Regions from separate parts of the Triticum aestivum genome. Here region 2 is linked to region 1. Evidence: chromatin contacts called from public Hi-C data. All regions are on one chromosome and are shown on one strand. The core of a region is the stretch at or near the end of the contact, and the rest is flanking DNA. Distances in the headings are between cores, read along the strand shown.

Evidence for each region. Hi-C and Micro-C count contacts between places; a contact is called where the count stands out from the background.
Region 2: a contact with region 1 is called in a Hi-C map of leaf, with 3 times the contacts expected there. The contact joins the promoter of LOC123128435 here to the promoter of LOC123128430 in region 1. A contact is called at or near these places in 2 of 5 Hi-C or Micro-C datasets (both in leaf).

The regions. Positions count from the first base shown.
Region 1 is chr6A:553,148,960-553,151,659 of IWGSC CS RefSeq v2.1, forward strand. LOC123128430 (probable leucine-rich repeat receptor-like protein kinase At1g35710) reads right to left here and starts at 1,287. Exons shown (of 2, transcript XM_044548428.1): 1 at 1-1,287. The coding sequence starts at 1,287.
Region 2 is chr6A:553,362,850-553,365,549 of IWGSC CS RefSeq v2.1, forward strand. It overlaps LOC123128435, which reads right to left and starts at 1,369. Exons shown (of 23, transcript XM_044548434.1): 1 at 1,129-1,369; 2 at 890-966; 3 at 22-729. The coding sequence starts at 949.

The DNA of each region.
Region 1 (2,700 bases), core at 37-2,536:
GATGTTTTGTAGGTTTCCAAATGTTTTGGGTATTGAGCCAGAAATTTTATTCTCGTCCAAGAACAATGTTCGGAGGTTCACCAAATTGCCAATTTCCTGTGGGATGGTGCCTGTTATCTGATTTCTAAAAAGGGACAATATTAATAAATTAGTAAGGTTTCCTAAGCTGGCAGGAATAGAGCCAGCGATTTGGTTGGCTGATAGGTCCAAATTCGAGAGATTTATCAGGATGCCTAGTTCTGGGGGTATAGAACCCGTTAGTCGATTTTTATAGACACGAAGTATGTTCAGCTGAGTGAGGTTGCCTACTTCTGGAGGTATCGTTCCTGTTATTTGATTTTGGTAGAGATCAAGTTTGTTTAACATGACTAGCCTTCCTATTTCAGCGGGGATGGAACCTGTGATTTGATTTTTGACGAGAGAGAGTTCATTTAACATAGTTAGATTGGATATGGAGAAAGGGATTTGAGCGGTTAGTTTATTTTCATCAAGTTGAAGGAATTGCAGCTTGGCTAGCTTGCCTAGCTCATGGGGTATCGGCCCCGACAGTTTGTTACCGTACAGTAACAGAACATTTAGCTGGGTCAGGTTTGCAAGAGTTGCGGGTATGTTACCACTTAAGGCGCTGTTGCTTAGCTGTAAACCCTGCAGGCTGACAAGCCTCTCTAACTCGTTCGGAATGGGACCTGAGACCATGGTTTGGTGGATAACAAGGTAAATCAACACTGTCAGGTTGCCTAGGGACGCAGGGATATGTCCTGTTAGGTTATTGAAGGAGATGTCAAGTATGGTGAGGCTAGCCAGTTCGCCGATCTCGTGCGGTATGTGGCCTCTGAGCTGATTGAAGCTAAGGTCAAGGGTTGAGAGGGATGATAGCGAGCTGATATTAGGCGGTATTGGACCACGGAGGCTATTGTTGCCTAGATCGATATATGTGAGGAATGGGAGAGCTGTGAAGTTGAGCTCACCAAGCTTGCCATGGATGCCGGCATCTGGCAGGGAGATGCTGGTCACGGCCCAGGGCATGCTGCGGCCATGGCGAACGGCCGTGCACATGATCCCCGTCCAGTTGCACAGGCCGCTGCTGCTGCTGCTGGTGTCCCGCCAGGAGCTCATCTCCGCTGCTGGGTTTGCGAGCGTTGATTTCCAGTGGAGGAGGGCCTTCTGTTGGGACATGAGTGATATGCCACCATGACGTGCTGCTGCGTGCGCTCGTTGCAAGAGAAGGGGACATGATGGCAAGACGAGGAGGCAAAGGCAGAGCAGGGGTGTTGAGGCAGATCGCATTTTGCTTTGCATCTGGATCTCGTGTGCTGGGGTATGGGGGGTTAATATGTGGAGTAGTGTCGTACTGGAGTGCAGTTGTCCGTTGCTCTCAGGGCTTCATTGCAGGGCCATCAGTGGGTGGTTTCCTGGAAACACCATGGTTCTTGACTTGTTGAGCGTCGTCTTTTTGACCCGTCTCCCTCGTTTGACAGGGCAGGATGACAGACTGATAGTGGCATTTATACGACGACGTCCTCATACACCAGGCCGGCAGCACCATAAGTTGGCGTGGCCATGAGTTTGGCCACACGGTGGTGAGAAGCTGTAGCTAACTTTGGCCAACGCATCATCGCCAGCGATATTCTGTAATCTGAACAAATATGTACTACTCCGTATCTTCTGACATCAACAGCTTAATCTGTCCAATGACATGAGGTGCACAAACTAAAGGTGATTGATTTGTCTCAGCCCACCTCTAAGACGATTGGTAAAGCAGAGTACTGATAGCATCTCCAGCCGTGGCCCCAACAAGCCCTCCCCAAACGTTTTTGCCGTGTCGACGTTCAAAATTCGGCCCAGTCGCGCCCCCAGTAGCCCCTTTTTCGTCGGCTCGGGCCGAAACTGGTGCCGGCGGACCTAGGCCGAACCCGGCGCGCCTGGGGGCGCCGGCACAAGCGAAAAGGGGCGTGGGCCGCTCTGTCGGTGAGTCGAGAGCCTCTTCTCGCCGTTTCTTTCCGCCCTCGCCCCTCACTTTCCTCTGATTCTCTCCTTTCCTCCCGCCAATCTCCCTCCCGCTCGCCTCCCAGTCACCGCCATGTCGCCGAAGAAGTACGTGATCCCCCGCGCTGCGACCACCGCGACCGCCTCCGTCGCCCAGCCGAAGCAGAGAAAGCCGAGGGTGCCGCCGTCCAAGCCATCGGGCATGACAAACGTCGAGTGGAGGGCGGAAGTTCAGCGACGGGAGGCTGTCACCGCCGACCGGCGGAACAGGGCAATCGCCAAGAAGGCCCGTGACAACGCGGCGCGTGCCGCTGCGGCTGCGGCGGACCAAGCCGAGGCCGAGGCGATTCGCTTGGGGATGATGAATCCACCAGGCGGCCACGCCCAGTACGTACCCTGGAGCCAACAAAGCGTCGGCTCTCTGTCCGGCTTCTCGTCATCGCCGCAACCATGGGGATGCACGCCGTCGCCGGGCTACGTTGACGGGGACGCGCACGGTGGATTCAACCCCAACGTCACCTTCCCCATGGACACCCAACCCAGCGCATGACCTCGCCCGCCTTCGCCGGCGTGCAGTACCCTCCATACAACTACTCGCCGCCGGCTTACGCGTGCTCCCTGACGCCCCCTCTCCGCCGTGGCGCGCTGCCCTTCTCATAAGCTTCCACGTTGCACCTCGGCGACACTGACGAGACTAACGCCGACATGGACGAC
Region 2 (2,700 bases), core at 119-2,618, 210 kb after region 1:
ATTAGCACAGAAAAAACTAACCATTTTAGGAGAAGATTTGACATCGCCTCGAGCAGGAACATGAGCAGAATAGTGTTCTGGCTGGTAAGCTCTCGAGTTTGAAGGCTGAGCTGCCGTACGAGCCGCCTTAGGAACCGCATTGCTCGCTTCTCTCCGGACTGGACCGGTATGAGAGTACTCAGATGCGTACCCACCCTTGGAGGCCACGCCATTGTTCCGCCCCGACACCTGGCTTGAGAACTCGGAGCTGCCCGCAGAGTCCGAGTACTCCTCCTCCTCGACGTACGCAGCAGCGCGCGCCTGTGGCCGCCGCGCCTGCTGCGGCTTCCCCCTTGGGAGCGCCGTGTCTCTGGAAGAGCTCAGATCCGAGTAGCCGTCGCTGGAGTAGTAGTTCTGCTGCCCGGGCACGTTGGCGTACCGGTACAGGGGCACGGCGGTGCGGCGGGGGACCTCGTCGCGGTGGCGGGGCGAGGAGTCGACCGAGTACCTGCCGCCGCTGCAGACCTCGACCTCCTCGGCGTCGGAGGACTCGTCCATGTCGGAGGCCGTGGAGGCGCTCCCGTTGTCGGTGGGGCGCAGCGGCACGGACGCGCGCGGCAGGTGCCCGCTCCTGTACTTCTCCGGCGGCGGCATGCCGAGGCCGAGGCCGCCCGCGCCGCGCGCGGCCCGGAGCGCGTCCATGCGGCCGTGGCTGTGCAGCGCCCCCGCCCCCGCGCCCGCGCCCTGGCCCTGCCACATTCGCACCAACCAACCGGCACTGATGAGAGACGGGGAGCCCCAGCAGCTCCGGAACAACAACGGGCTCACTCAACCCCAGCTAGGGTTCAGTTCAGCCGAGGAAACCCGCCGCGGCGGCGAGGAGGAGGAGGAGACCAAGGAGAGCGCTCACCTCGCGCACCCACTTGAGCGCGTCCCGATCCAGCCCCTCCGTGAACATCATCGCCGGCATGCAAATCCCCGGCCGCCCTGCCGCACGCACCGCCACCAAATCCGCACACGGAATCAGCAAAACTCCCACCCAAATGCCGCGCCCGTGAATCCCGGCAAACGGAACAAAAAAAAACTCCCCAAAATGCCGCCTCGAGCACGCGGATCCGGGAGCCGAAACGAAAACCGCCCGCAGCTTACCCGGTACGCCACCAAATCGTCGGCGCGGGCTCGGCGGCGGCCGCTCCTCCCTCCTGCCCCGCCCGGGGTTTGAATTCGCTGGGAGGCAACAGCTTCCAATTCGGCGCAGCAGCGGGAGTGCGAGTGCGAGAGGAGGAGGGCGACAGCGACGGGAGCGTGGAGCGGCAGCGGCGAGTGGTGGGGGAGAAAGAAAGGTCTGGGAGGGGAAGGGGGAGCAAAGCAAAGGGACAAAGAGGAGTTTATTTATTTATTTAGTGGCGAGGGAGAAAAAAAACCACTGCTGCTGCTCCCGTAGTGGTTTTTAATTTCGAATTAATAACGTGACGGAGACGACGGCGGGGGAGTTTGCAGTTAGGCCCCTGCCCCGTTTTTGGAAAGTCATAGAGGCAGGTGATAATATGATCTTGGCACGCACGCACGCACGCGCCCCGCCACGGAATTGTATCCGCGCGGACATGGAAACCATCTACTTCGCGGGGTTGGAACGGATCACAATCCTCACGTATCTCCTCTTCGATCTCCCGTGAGTATCTTTTCCGTCACGGTAATGGAGATGCGTACTGCTTCTTACGTGGGGGTATGTGTGATTTTGTGGGAATGGAGGGGGGTTTCGGCGAAAATGAGGAGGAACTCGTCTCGCCTTCCGTTTCGTTTTTGGAGTAGGGGAGGAGGACGGGCGCGTGCGTCAGGCCCAACGGGAGGGCGCGGGGGCCGCGGCGGCCGGCGTTGACGGCGTCAGCCGGGGGCTCCGTCCCCCTCACTCGTAACGGTCGGACGACGTGGGGTTGATGGTGGGAAGTGGGCGAGCGCGACGACGACCGGGTGGACCGGGAGTGGCGCGGTGCTGCTCTGGAGTGAAGTGGACCCGTGGGAACGCGGCCGCTCTCCCCACAAGCACCGCTCCCACCAGGGGGAAGCTAAGCCGTCCATTCCCCACTCGGTGGAATCTGGGACGTTGGTTTTGGTGTGGGTTGTTTTGGGCGGCGCGTGGGTGGGGTCGGGTGGGGCACATGAGCGCGGGGCCCGCGTGCCGGGCCTCTTTTTCGAACGGCGTGGTCCGAGGCTGCATGGGAATTTCCTGGTAGCGTACGTCGTGGGTGGACGGACGGGTTTGCCCTCGGCCCTGCGCAGGAATTACGGCGGTGCGACGAAGGTATTGCCACCGATGGAGTGGCACGCAGTGACACGGTACGAGCTTTCGGCGATTCCCTTTTTAAGGCGACTGTGACGTGGTGGGGACGGGGTGGTGAGCCGCAGGGGAGCATGTGGCCAAAAGTGGCCATCACGCCCCGCTCCAGCCTATTTGGCATTTTGCATTTTCGTTTAAACGGCTGGTAATTAAAATAAACTACACTCTAGAGTCACTTATTTATACATATCCATATTAGCCGCACTCCAAATTTTATCCACTCCCAAGAAGTTCAAAAATTCGAAATTTCTTCGTGTTCCCGGGTTGGTTAGCACGTCGCCGTCGCAACTTATTTTTGTACAGTGGCACATGTAGGCAGTACTAGGTGTCCGTCTTCCCATCATCATCCGGGCCATTTCTCAGCCACGCGCGATGGCCTCGCC